2 separate regions of the Rattus norvegicus genome follow, and region 1 is linked to region 2. Evidence: chromatin contacts called from public Hi-C data. All regions are on one chromosome and are shown on one strand. The core of a region is the stretch at or near the end of the contact, and the rest is flanking DNA. Distances in the headings are between cores, read along the strand shown.

Region 1 (7,599 bases), core at 4,455-6,954, 230 kb before region 2:
CAGACTTTTACGTGTAGGCTCCTGGGATCCAACTCATCTTTGATAGCAAGGGCCTTCACCTGCTGAGTCACCTGGCTGGTGCTCCCCAACCCCTCACCACTTTTTATGCCGTTGATATGTTGACAAAATCATGTTAATCATCTTGTTGGGTATGGATGATTGCTTTCTTGTAGAATCATTAACTTGTCCCTTTAATTCACTTTACTTCTTGTGAACTGGGAGTAAGAACTAATGGTTCATCTAGATTCAATTATAACTTCTTTAATAGGAATATCCCATTGGCACTACAGATTTACATTGCTGTCACAACAGGAGACATGTGGTTTGACTGATAACGCCCCTCAAAGGCTCAGATAGTTGCTGTTTGGTACCTAGTTGGTGGAACTGCTTGGGAAGGATTAGAAGGTGTGGCCTTGTTGGATGAGGTGTGTCACTGGAAGCAAACTTTGAGGTTTCAAAGTTTAAATCATTTTCTCTCTGTCTTGTAGTGGCGTCTCAGGACGTAAGCTCTGAGTTACTGCTCCAGCATCTCCTCCACCTGGCTGTTGCCAGGCTTCCCACCACGATAGTCATGGACTCTAACCCTATGAAACTGTAAACCCCAAATAAACTCTTGATTCTGTAAGCTGCCTTGATCGCGGTGTCTTATCACAGTGTGTTGGTTTGAGTGAGAATGACCCTCACAAGTTCATAGATTTGAATTCTTGGTCATCAGGGAGAGGCACTGTTTGAAAGGACTAACAGATATGGCCTTGTTGGGGGTGGGGGTGGCCTTGTTGGAAGAGGTATACCACTGGGGGTGGATATGTCTTTCAACATTTAATAATCACACTGACCTAACTGAAATGGCCATGATTAAAGAAAAGAAATCCTAGCCAGACATTCTCTTTGAAGTCGATGTTTATACATAAAATATTTAATTTTTGATTCTGTAGGAACACCCATACACATCTTTCTTTTTTCTTTCTTTTTGTTTGTTTTTTTGTTTTGTTTTGTTGTTTTTGAGACAGGATTTCTCTGAATAGCCCTGGCTGTCCTGGAACTCACTCTGCAGACAAGACTGGTCTCCAATTCAGAGATCCACCTGCCTCCCTTCCGAGTGCTGGGATTGAAGGTGTGCACCACTTCTGCACTACTCTTTGCTTCTTTTTCAATAGGCATTATTTTTTTAAAGAGTGGTTTTAGGTTGATAGCAAAATGGGGAGGAAGGTACAGAGATTTTTCCATTCCGCACTTTTCCCTATAATACATGGACCCTCATTGCTACTCTCCTCGGTGGAATCGTATGTGTACTTACTACAGCTGATGAACTTGGTTGACACTTCCCTCCAAAGTCCATGCCTTAGAGTTTACTCTGGGACTGTAAATCCTTGGCTTAGGATAGATGCATAGCAGCTACCTTATAGTGTTTTTCAAGATCGTCTCATTGCTCTAACGCCCTTTGTGCTGTCACCCCTCCCTCTCTCCATCTAACCCTTAGCAGCCACAGTTCCCTCCACCCTTCTTCCTCTGTGCCTTTCCACAATGTTATAGACTTGGACTTACAGAGTGCTTTTGGAATGGCTCTCCTGACTAGTTCCCTGAATGTCATTTCTTCTTGATGGCTCCTTTCTTCTCTTTCTCTCTCTTTCTGAGGCAGGGTCTCATTATGAATCCATGCCTGGCAAGGAACTGGCTGAATAGATCAAGTTGATCATAAATTCATAGGGATCCCTCTGCCTCTGTCTCTGCCTCTTGAGTGCTGGGATTAAAGCACACCTTGATGTTTATTATTCTTGTGTGTTGTGTCTACATATAAATGTGTGTGCACATGTGTGTAATGGGCACAGGACAACTTATGGTTCTCTCTTTTGACCATGTGGATCCTGAGGACCAGGCTCAGGTGGTCCAGCTTATTGGTGTCCTTACTTGCTGAGATATCTTGCCAGCTCTTGGGATTTAATAGGTGGTTTTTTTTTTCTGGGGGGGGGGGTTCTGGTCAGCTGTCTCAGCAGTTAAGAGCATGCACTGGCTGCTCTTCCAATGGGCAGGAGTTCAATTTCCAGCACCCACATGCCAGCTCACAACCATCCATAAAACTCTAGCCCCAGGAGGATCTAACACTGTCTTCTGGTCAATGTGTGCAGCAGGCATACATGTGGGACGTAAACATACATACAGGCAAAACACTCAAACGCATACAATAAGTAAATTTTAAAAAGGAGGTGTTTTGGGCTGGAGAGATGGCTCAGCCGTTAAAGGCTAGGCTCACAACCAAATATATAAAAAGGAGGTGTTTTTATATCAACCTCAAAACAACAACAACAACAACAACAAAACCAATCGTTGTCTCCCAAAAAGATTATGTAGTGCTTCCTGAACTCATCTGATCCTGCATCCCTTATTCGACAGAGCTTCTTGGAGAATCACAGTTACACAGAACGTACTCTGTGAAACTGTCGTATAATTTAAGACTGCAGGTGAGAGGAACAGTGTGCCTCCAACATACGTTAGTTCTCAGGAGGCTATAAGTTCTTGTCTGCCTTGGCCACTACAAATATTGCTTGGCTATTAGAAATCCACTGTAAACCAATTTAAACAGAAAATGGAAGTTCTTGGTAGAAAGCGAGGTTATCAGAAAGCCTGGGGTTAAAAAGTAAACAGGCCACTCGATGGATTAGACATTTGGAATTGGACACTTAGAACTTGTGATTGCTTTCTCCTCTCTCTCTCTCAATTTCTCCAGGACCGTCTTATGATTACTTGCTCCTTTTCTGCCTTATTCTTTCTTTCTTTAGAATAGCCTTCTGTCAAAAAAAAAGTGCCTAACATAGTTCTTAGCCCTGGTTTTATGTTCTCCTCTAAGCAACCAATAGATTCCGATTTCCAGAAAGAAAAAGAATCTTGATTTCTTCAGCTTGGATTTGATATCCCAGGTCCAGTATGTTATGGCCAGAAGGTTCATGTGCTACAAACAGTAAGGTTTGAGAGCAATGAACCCTCTAAGGGACCTGGGATAAGTAGGTCTCATGGTAGCGTCAGTCACACTAGGTGACTCTGAGATGGCTCTTTGAAATTAGGGCAGCCTGTGTAAATATGGTGTTGCTTATCTGCAATCCCAACACTCAGGTAGCCCAGCCTGGTCTAAACAGTGAGACTGTATCTTTAAAAGAGAATGGCTGGGAGGTGACTTACTTTGTAAAGCACAAGCTGTGCAAGGATGAGGCTGAGTTTGATCCTGCTGAGGCCATGTGTTCATATCCCAGTGGTGGGAACGTGTAGTCAGGAAGACCAGGGCTTACAGTTAGCCAGCCTTGCCTAATGAGTGAGCCCCAGGTCCCAGTCATTCCAGTGAGATACTCTGTCAAAAAAAAAAAATACACACACCTACCTAAACATACACATATATTTCTTTAAAAGGGAAGAGGTTTCCCCTATAAGTTTTGTTTTGTTTCTATATATGGGTCTTGTGTCCAGATGTGTCTGCACCATATGACTGTCTGATGCCCTCAGAGGCCAGAAGGCGGCACTGGATCCTATGGGACCAGAGTTACAGTTTTGAGCTCCCATGTGGGTTCTGGGAATAGAACCTGGGTCCTCTGGAAGAGCTTCCAGCGCTCTTAACCACTGAGCCATTACACCCCCCAAATGGGACATCTTGATTCCAGTACTATATAACCCCATTCCCCTACCCGTGGTTCTACTTTCCATGGCTTTACTATATCATGCCCAGTTGCAACGTTAGAGTACTAAATGGAAAATTCCAGAAGTAAGAACTAATTCCCAAGTTTTCAATCATGTTATTCTGAAGAAAATGATGCAGTTTTGTGCTGGTTCTTCTATTCTGCGTAACTAATTTATCTTGTTGCCTAGCACAGTCATACTCCAAATACCCCTCACCTGTCAGTCATGAAGGATCCACTTAGTTTTGACCAGTAAAATGGAATTTGTCTGCTAGAGGCTTCTGAGACAGGCTTCCTTTTTTCCCTAGAGGTCTACTAGATGACAAGCTTTCCTCTCTTCTACTCCCTATATTTAAGTGGCGCCTAGAACTGCAATAGGCTTTTGGTTGTTAGCCAGAGGATGAGGGCAGAGGAAGCCACAGCTACTTAAAGCCATGATGTGTGTGTGTGTGTGTGTGTGTGTGTGTGTGTGTGTGTGTATCAAAGTAATTGAAAAGAGTGTTATTTTTGAATCTGTCAGACCTTTGTGCTGTTCCTGTGAGTTAGATCGATGGTGGCTACACAATGTGTACTGGTTACCCCTGCCCTCTATTTTACAAATACATTGTTTGATGACAAGGATACTAGGTTGAGTGTATAGTGCATTAGTAACTGTATAAAGTAAGGACCTGACTACTCTGACAGTTACAATCTTTAAACAATAACAAAACTGAAGACAAAGACCCTCTCTTTAAAATTTATCAAAGGAGCTCCACCGCTTTCCTCAGATTATCTCATGGAGTGACAGAATACCCTTAATGCAACTTTATTATAAACAGTCACTCAACTGCCACTTATAAGTCACCATTCAAAAGGATTCTGACAGAAAGTGAACAGTTTTAGATCTGTGAGATGGCTCAGTGTGGAAAGGTGCTTGTTGCGAAGCCTCATGATTCGAGTTTCATCCCCAAAACCTGCAAAGTAGGAGAGAACTGACTCCAAGCAATTCTTTCAACTCACCAGAACTGTTGTATGCATGAGCTAATCCACACAAGATTTTGCAGTGAGATCAGGGTTTGAAATGTGTCTTCTGTCACTAGTTTAGTTGTGTGACTTCACCTGATACTTTTCTGATAATATTCTGTCATCTGCAAATTGGGGATTAGCAACCAATTCACACCCTTTCCTTTTATCTGCAACTGGTATGTTTGAAAAAAAATTATGTTTTGGACATTCACTGCAACAAATACTTGAAAGTCATTGGAGAAAACATAATAAAGAGCTTTTTTCCCAGTGGAGTTCCTAGTGTAGGTCACTTTATACATATTATTTGATTTAATCCTACCAATAACCTCGTGAGATGGACCGCACGAGTCTCATTTTATAACCTGGAAGAAATCATATTTCCTTTTCGTGTTTTTTTTTTTTTTTCCCGGAGCTGAGGACCGAACCCAGGGCCTTGTGCTTGCTAGGCAAGCGCTCTACCACTGAGCTAAATCCCCAACCCCCTTTTCGTGGTTCTTAACCACGCAGAGGAAAGGGATGTACGTGTGGCGTCGGGGAGGAAGATGGTGACTCTTTAAATGCTTTATGTATTTCTGTTGCTGTTAGGTGCGTCTTGGATCCGAAGTTTTCCTTGGTCCTTTTTATCTTGAAGAAAGTTAAATGGCCTCTCACTGTTAGCCCAGCTGAAAGAAGTTACTGGAAAGAGGTGGAGGGCAGCGCCGTGCAGGTTCGGAGACAGATCTCGGCGGGATGAGTCTGGGACAAGAGGGTCCGAGATAAACTTGGGAGTCCGGAACCGGAGCAGTGGAGCGGAAGAGAACCTGGTGGCTCGGTTGAAGCCCACGTGTAGAGAGACGCAGAAGCCTGGTGCTGCTAAGCGCCCGCCCCCTTGCAGGCTCCACCCATCCGGGCCCTGGCATCCGGGCCAATGGGCGTGACCCAGTAGGGGCGTGGCCTGAGCACAGGTGCCGCCCCGGCCCGCCCGTTCCGTCGCCTCTGCCGTCGTACGTGCGGCTCGGCGGAGGGCCGGGCCTGCGCTCTCTCCGCCTTCTTCCCCACCTCCGGCTGCCGGCGACACCGGTCTTTGCAGTCTGGGACCCCGTGCGATCTTTAGCCCGGTGCACGGTGAGTCCCTGAAAGAGTCCATGGGCGCCGGGGCCGGTGGCTCCGAGGCTGGCGCGAGGCCGGAGGCCGGCCGCGGGGACAGGCTGAGGGCAGCAGACAGCTTGAGGCATGTGGATGAATGAGGCGCCCTTGGACTAGGCCGCGCGGCCACGAGATTAGCCCTGGCCGCAGTCTGGGGGAAAACCTTGCTTCGGGGCGGGACGCCAGTGCTAGGTCGGGAGGGGAAGGGTGGTGTGCGGGCATCGTGCTCGACTGGGCTACGGGGGCACCCGGTATAGGCCACAGGACTGGACGGGCTCTCCCCATGCAGCTGTTCATTGGAGGCCCGGAACAGGTGTCAAGACCCTAAAAAGGGAGATCCTTGGCCTCCTGGACAGGGATTACAGGTTGGAATATCACTTCTGAGGCGGGCAGGCGGGGGAGGGGAGCAGCGTGGCTCTAGGAGGTACAACGCAGCCAGAAGGCAGGGACAGTTTTAGTTTCCAGCTTCTAAGACGCCAGGCTGCAGTTCTTCGTTGGTTCCTATTGCAGTGTTTAAAATGAGATCAATTTTGCACAGTGAACCTTGGAGCCAGGACAAGCAAGAAAAGACAAAAAGTTTGGACTTGTCAATCAAAAGGTTGGAAGTATTTGAAATGAGGCTGTATAGTCTACTGGTAGAGCACTTGCTTTTGGCATCATACATGAAAGCGCTAGGTTGGATCTTAAAAAAGGGTGAGACGAATGCCTTCGAAGTATCCAGTGTGGAGTGTGGGTTTCAAAAACTGTTTATAAGGACTGATTAGCCTTACCTATACAGTGTCAAAGCGGAAGAGGTCTGGTGGGTTCGAAGGACCTCTAGGCCTAGTAACCATTAGGGTGGTGAACACTGAGTTGTGGAGAAAGGCAGGTCCCAAGTGGTGGAGGAATGGTTGGTGAGAGGTGACTTGGTTGCTGGTGTTTCTGCAACGGGCTTTCTTTGACTTGTGTCTCTGCTTTCCTTCAACCTTTTGATTGCTTTCCAAATGCTTTCCTCCAAATAATATGACAGGTTAAGGTGGTTGTCAGCGGCCAACATGGAAGTTTGGGACGAAGTTTTATGTTTATCTTTGATTCCTGCTGCCACAGTGTTTCTGAAACTACTCAGAAATGACTAGTATACAAATTTTAGAATTACGCCCCCCCCATCGCCTTCCCTAAAAAGTATAGGTTTTGCTTTCATTTTAGTTGTGGATTGATATAAACAGTAGGTTTTCTTTTCTCTTACCCAGTAATATACTCTGTAGACAGAAATGTGTTTTGTTTGCAGGGGTAGTTTTAAAAGTTCATTTTGATATTTTAGATGCCCCCGAAAAAGGGAGGAGATGGACTTAAACCGCCTCCGATCATTGGAAGGTTTGGAACCTCACTGAAAATTGGTATTGTTGGATTGCCAAATGTTGGGTAAGTAAAAATGGGGACTTTTCACATTTTTGTTTTATAAACTTTTGTGTCCTGTTGTAGAAATAAAAACTTACAAGGCAATAAGAATTCAAATTGAAGTACAGGGATTTGAATATTGTTAGAAAACTAGGCGTTAACTTACATGTGCGCTAATTACTCGATTTTAGGTTTTTTTGCACACATTGAAATGAGTTATTTACATTGTTTTGCTAAACTCAGAGGAAGAAGCAGTGAGAGTTAAAATATTAATGAGGCAAATGAGCTACATTTGCTTGAAATGTTGGGAGAAGCATAGTATTCGGTTTGCTTGGACTTGCACTTCCTACCCAGACTGTCACCAGAAACCTAGTAGAAGAACAATTTAAGGAAATAGTTTAAAAACCTTTTTATCAAGCTCTTGAGAGAA
Region 2 (6,850 bases), core at 2,029-4,528:
TAACAAAAATGGAGACTTTGAGAGAAAAATCAGAAAGCAGATGAGGTTTAGGGAGGAGAGTGTTCTCAGGAGGAAGTGTTTCAGTGTTGAATGTTGAAACTGGTGTCAGGAAGACAAGTTCTGGAGACCTTGCATAAGAAACAGTTCAACCGCTGAGGTACCTGTATCATCCAGTGGAGGATTTATACTCTGGGTTACATGGAGAGTGAACACAGTGTCTCTGACACACTAGATAAGTACTTGACCACTGAGACAACCAGCTGGCCTCTCTACCTTTCATTTTGAGACAGTATCACTGTGTATGTAGCCCAGCATGCCTTGAGTTTGAATTCTACCTCAACCTGCTAAGTCCTGGGATTACAATGTGCTACCAACGGGGAATTTTTTTAAAGCCAAGGGTCTTGTTCATGTCTAGAAGCAATGGACAGAGGTATGTGAGCATGGCAAAGGCTCCCAAGTCTGTGTACTGCCCCCTTCTTGTTTTAGCTAGACGTCCAAATCCTTCCACCCATGGGCCTGTGGGTGTCCTCTGGCACCCAGAGCCCGAATGCCTTAACTGTCTCCCAGTTGCTCCCAGTCTCATAGTCTTCCATTTCACTCCAGTTTTCCAGTGACTAAGGCTGGAGCACTTAGTCATATGGCGTCACGGACTCTTCCTGGTCAGTCAGGACATGCTTGTTCCATTGTCTCTATAGGTACTCGTTTGTTTAAAAGGTTAAAAAGTGATTGCATAGTATTTCAGACAACACAATATGAAGTATGGTGATACCCTCCCTCCACCTAACTTAATGAAAACTTGGACATGTAAGCACAGCACTTAGGAAACACATTTAAATCTCATTTTTCTCTCACATTTATTTATTTATTGTTTGTACTTTATGCTATAGCACATGTCATGGTAAGGTGATGACTTGAGGGACGGTCCCTCCATCATGTGGATTTCTGTGACGGAAGTGCTGTCAGATTTGGCTACAAGCCCTCCTGATCTGCTAAGACATCTGGCTGGTCTTCGATTTCCTCCTTACCCGTTTAAAACTTAGCATCTTGAAGACTTACAGTGAGTTTCTTTATTAGTATCATTTCTGGTTGCTGTGATATAACACCCTGACAAAGAGCAACTTAGAGGAGAAATGTTTATTTCAGTCCTTTCTAGGAGGGAACCCAAGGAAACAGGAACTTCAGTCACATTGGACTTCAGGGCACATCAAATCCATACACAAAGAGAATGAATGCTTGCATGTTTACAACTCAGCCTATTGTCTCTGCTCTTATATGGTCCAGGACCCAAATAAATCCAGGAAATGGTGCCATCCACAGTGGGCTATGTCTTTCCACATCAGTTAACTTAATGAAGACAGTCCCTCATAGACACAGGTCAGCCTGATCCAGATAACCCCTAGAGAAGATGGTCTTCTCAGCTGATTCTAGATTGTGTTAAATTGACAATTAAGACTGACTCTAACAGTTATTATATCCATATATAGTCATAACTTGCTATGTTTTAAAACATCCTTCTGTAACTAGTTTCTTCATTCTGTATTTTAAAAGTTCTACATATTCTGAACCAACTCAGCATAGATGAAGAAAATTCAGAGCTCAAATGCCCAACTACCCAGACAGTACTGACATTTCCAGTTTGATATGGTAAGACTAATTGCTGACCATGATTCCATATAAAGTTTCTAGCTATTCAGTGAGGTACCTTATAGACCTAGCTTGATTTCCTCCTTTTCTTGGAGTTGTAGCTGATGTTATTACCAACTTTGTCCTAGTCTACTGGGGAATAGGGTGATCTGGTTTTGTTTCTTGGCCAGGAATAGCTTGTGAAATCTTGAGAGAAAACATGACAAGAAACTGGGCCAAGTCTGGGGACAGGGGAAAACAGACCTTATTGTTTTGAGATTTATTCATGATGTTCGATACTTTTAAATTTTCATTTAATGACTGTTTTGAAACATGTTAATCCATTGTCAATTATACTGTATTAGTTACTATACGTGTGTATTTATCTAAATACAGGTATTATGTTTTGCATATGAGTGCTTTGAGTGTATCTGCACTAGTTAAGAAAAAGGTATTCTTTCAAGAGACCATTTTGCTTTTGGTCATCTTAAGATAGGCTGTAACATTGACTCAACCCTGGTTGAAGTCTACTGAATCTTACCTTAGTGGTGAGTGATACTTTTGCTAATATGCATTCCTTAAGAGCTTTGCCTCAAAATAGTTTGAGTTATCTGCTTTTTGGCCCAAAAGCATTATTCTTGCTTGCATGCCACAAGAGAAAGAGAACATGTGTCATTGTCAGTATTAAAAAAATACCAGGAAATAGTTGGGGGAGAATTCCAGCACACAGGAGGCAGAGGCAGTGGCAGGTAGATTTCCTGTGGTTCCAGGCTAGCCTGGTCTACAAATCAAGTTTCAGGATAAACAAGGCTACACATGAAACCTTGTTTTTAAAAACAAACCAACCAACCACCCTCCCAAAAGTCCAAAAAGTCCTCTGAAACTGAGATGCATGCCCTCCCCACCCAGTGATTTTTTTTTAAGGTAGCGCATATTAAGCTAGTTTAAATGCTTCAATTTGCACAACATTATACAAAACATAATTACAATAATTGGGTCGTTTATTCTTGCTTGAGATAGATTTCTAATAAAAGTATTAAGGAAAGTGTTTCCTCCTCTTAAATTCAACCTTTTTAAAGTAGAAGTATCTAGAGGTAATAGACAATGTTCTCTTGTTTGCAGAACATTTTTTTCTCCTGAATGACTGCAAGACATTAAGGATGTGAAAGGAAGGAGTGTTAACCTAAATCACTAAGTAAAGAAAATGTACCTAAGCACTCCCAGGGGAAGGATACTTGGGGTGAGATTTACCATTTTAATAAATGTTGGCATTGTTGACTTATTTTCTTAGGTTAAGAAGCAGGGAGTTTGTGTGTGCAGCAAACTAATTTTAAAGGGTGGCTGTGCCTGACTGAATAAAATATAACTAAGCTTGCTTTGATATCACTGGCCAGAATTAAAACCTTTTTTCCTTATGAAGAGACTTGAGACTTTTTGCTGTCAGTGACTGTCTTCAGGGTCCACAGAAGTAGATGGTTGGTAACCAAGGGCTAAGGGTGGGGAGGATGAGGTGGGATGGGAAGGCGATGTATCCGAGTATGCGACCAAGAGCTGAATGTGTGTGAAAAAGTCCTCCTCCAGCCTCGGAGGGGGTGTCTCCCCCAATACCAGCTCCCTCCCCCAGGGCTCATGGGGCGGGTCCGGTTTGCTCAGTAGCAGCGGCAGCCTTGGGGCTGAGCGGTGGTGGCCTCCTGGCAGCGCTGGCAAGAACCAGCTTCGAGAGCCCATGCCCTGGGGAGATCCAGTCCAGGCGGCTGCCAGGATGGAGGAAACGTCGAGTGGAGTCGGAGCCACCGGGGACGGACTTCCTCCCCAGTTCAGCTCCCCGACAGCTTGGCAAGGCCTGCACGAAGGGCCAACGAGTGGAAGAGGCTTGCGCCTCGGGCCTGGCAGCCGTAGCCGAGGAACGAGGCTGGCACACCGGGGTAACGCGCGAGCCGGGGCCGTTCTCAGGAACCTACGGCGCCACGGCCGCTCATTGTCTCTCCCCTTCAACCCGGGGGCAAACAGGAAGCCCGCCGCCTGGCCAAGCGACGGACAGGCGTCCGGACCAATGAACACAGCTGACGGAGAGCCCAGCGGCAAATGAGCGCCGGGAAGAGGGGCGGAACTTCCGGGCGGGCTGTCACCCTCTTCCCCCCTTTTGGGCTGGAGGCTCCACCTTTTGTGTTTCCCGCACAGTCAATCAAAATAGGAAAAAAAAAAATCCCCGGACCGCTCCGGCCGTGTCCGCCGCCGCTTCCCGCATCCTCTCCCGCCGCCGCCGCCTTCGCTTCTCACCATGTGTAAGGCGGCGGGGAGCCCCGCCTGAGGTGTCCTAAACACACTATGACCGGTACGTAAAGCCGAGAGAGAGCAACCCTTGCTGCCTCCGCCGCCGCCACTGCCGCCCACAGCCAGCCCGGGGCCGCCACCGCCGGCTCCCGGCCCCGAGTGCGCGACCGAGTGTCTGTGGAGGCAGAAAGCCGCACTCCCCTCCGCCTCCCTTCCCTCCCCGCCAGCCAGCGTCCAGCCCTCCAGCGCCAGCGCCGAGTGCCCGCCGGGCTCGGGGCGGGCGGCCCAGTCCGCCGGGAGCGCATCCCCCTGTGTGCGGGCGCGGGCGGCGGGCGGGCGTGTGTGAGTGACTGACGGTGCGAGAGGAGCGAGCGCCGCGGAGGGAAAGGGGAGGAGAGGAGAGGAGAGAGGAGAGGGGGCAGGGGCAGCGCGGGGAGGAGGAGGAGGGAACGAGGAGGAGGAGGGTTACAGCCGCGGCGGGCGGGGGCAGCAGGAGGGGAGGAGGGAGCGCGCCGCCGCGGCCGCGGCCGGGGGGAGGGGAAGGGGCCGGGGCCGGCTGGCGCTAATGTGGCCGCGGCCCGCGGGCCCCCTCCCTCCCCGCACCCGCCTTCCTCCCCGCCCCACCCCCCCCGCGCTGTGCCTGCAGCTCCCGAAAAGCCCGTGAAACAAGAGGAAATGGCTGCCTTGGACGTGGACAGCGGCGGCGGCGGCGGCGGCCACGGCGAGTATCTGCAGCAACAGCAGCAGCAGCAGCAGCACGGAAACGGCGCGGCGGCGGCGGCGGCGGCCCAGGTGAGGAGCGGCTGAGCGCGGCCCGGCTCCCCGCGCGCCGCTTTCTCCTCCCCTCGCCCTCCCTTCCTCTCTCTCTCCCTCCCTCCCTCCCTCGCGCGCCCGCCCCTCCCCCGCCCCGGGAGCTGCCCGCCCGAGGCGCCAACGCTCCGACCCCGCCCGCGCGCCCCCGCCCGCCGCCTTTTTTGTGCGTGTGTGAGTGTGCAAGTGTGCGCGCCCTCCCGGGTGGGATCCGGGCGGAGGGAAGGCCGGGCGCGCAGCCGTCCGCCGCGGGCCGCCGAGCGGGCCGAGCGCAGGGAGAGGCGCCGCCGACCCGGAGGAGGAGAGCGCGGGCCCGGCCGGCGAGGCCAGGCGCGGAGCGAGCCGTACTTCCTGTGCGAGCGGGCCCGGCCCTAACCGCCACCCCCTCCCTGTCTCCCTCTCTGAACCCGCCCATCGCGGGTAGGACACTCAGCCGTCACCGCTCGCTCTGCTGGCCGCTACCTGCAGCAAGATAGGGCCGCCATCGCCGGGCGACGACGAGGAGGAGGCGGCCGCCGCCGCCGGGGTCCCCGCCGCCGCCGCCGGAGCGGTAAGTCCCGCGCGCGCGGCCCGCCCCCGCCGAGGCCCCGCGCCCGCCATCCCGGGCCTGCGGCGCGCCCGCCCGCCAACCCAAGGCCTCCCGCCGCCGCGGGGCCGCCACGCGCGGGCTGTCCGGCCCCGCCGCGCTTTCCTGCCAGCTCGCGTCCCGGGTGGGAACCCAGGCCGGCCCGCGCTTTCCGGAGATTGTCACTGCGGCATCGCGCGCAAAATTCCTCACAAAATGAAGTCTGAGGCGGCGGTAGTGTGGTGTGGGGTGGGGGTGGGCATAGGACTCCAAAATGGATGTTTAAGTAATTTGTATCAGGACTTGAAAACTCATTCGCTTTCTGCACTACATTTGCAAGCACAGCCTATCGGCCATTGATAGTATCACCTACCGAGGCAGTGGCTCTAGTTTCTAGAGTTTCAGAATCTGGAGCAAGTTTCCAGATCTTGAGTAATTTAGGCAGAAGATCATTTAAGGAGCATGTTCTTTTATACGCAGGGTCGAACATTTTTATTACTGTGTCTTTTTCTAACCTGATCATTTATAATTGTTGGCTTTTTGCAGACTACTCCAACTTTGCACTAGTGTTTTTCTGAGGGTTAAGTGAGACAGTTGGCTATTGAAATTTAGGAGTGAGTAATAACTTCGGCCTTTGAAGGTTTCAGGACTATCAATCTTAAAAAGTAGATGAAGTTATTTTGTTTACATGCATGTTAGTACACTCCATACTTGAGCTTAGTTGGCAACACTTCATTTTTATTACAACTAGTCTGATAAGGATGTGTTGGGATTCTTTTGTAAGTTTTAGAATGTCTAGGATGTGCAGAGGAGCTGGAAGTCTTATGTGAAGACTCAGTGTAAAATTAGGTGCTGTAGAAAAATGTGAATTTTACATCTGTGTGGACCTTTGCTGCGAAAAGGTGTGTTCACCTGTTAAGATAGTTAAAACACTTCTCAAGACTAAGTTTTTAAGAGTTGGTTTATAGCAGTCGATTTATGTAGTGGCAGTTCAGTTGTTATTGTTAGAAAAGTTAGCAGTTATATACTAGTCATTCAGCGTTAATCGTTACACAATATTATTAGTAAATGGATAATTTTAGTCTGAAATTATAGTATGGGCAGTGGGAATGTTTAATGTCTTGTATTTTTTCAAGCAGATTAAAATATCAAAAGCCAAAGTCTGTTTGGGAAACATTCAAACAAACTTAGGCAGATTAGTAAACTTTAAAGTTATATTTCCCTAGTCCCAAAGAGCTAAAATAAGTTTATTGTTTACTTTAATAAACTACCTCAGAAGTAAAATTGAAAAATAAATTACAGTAAAATTTCTCGTGTGACTATCAAAGTTTAGGAGTGTGCTTACAGATGGGAGGGAGAGGGGTGACAGAAAGCTTAGGGTGAGGACCTTGTGCTTAGATCACCACAGGGATCCAGACCTGTATGTGTCATGTCCTCAGGCTTCTTTAGGCATCTCTCAACTTTCCTCAGTACTAAGAACATCCATTTCCTGCCTGATGAGCGCGGACAGTCTGAATTTATTCGTAAAAGTAATAATATGAAAGTACAGTTTGCTAGAGAAGCCCCTAAACTTAGATT

The links. Hi-C and Micro-C count contacts between places; a contact is called where the count stands out from the background.
Region 1: a contact with region 2 is called in a Hi-C map of liver, with 2.6 times the contacts expected there. The contact joins the promoter of Ola1 here to the promoter of Sp3 in region 2. A contact is called at or near these places in 1 of 12 Hi-C or Micro-C datasets (liver) and 1 of 1 datasets of contacts at active chromatin or transcription factors (oligodendrocytes).

The regions. Positions count from the first base shown.
Region 1 is chr3:78,491,506-78,499,104 of GRCr8, reverse strand. Ola1 (Obg-like ATPase 1) reads left to right here and starts at 5,704. Exons shown (of 11, transcript NM_001033927.1): 1 at 5,704-5,771; 2 at 7,093-7,193. The coding sequence starts at 7,093.
Region 2 is chr3:78,260,945-78,267,794 of GRCr8, reverse strand. Sp3 (Sp3 transcription factor) reads left to right here and starts at 3,278. Exons shown (of 7, transcript NM_001427405.1): 1 at 3,278-3,958; 2 at 4,544-4,689; 3 at 5,132-5,257. The coding sequence starts at 3,952.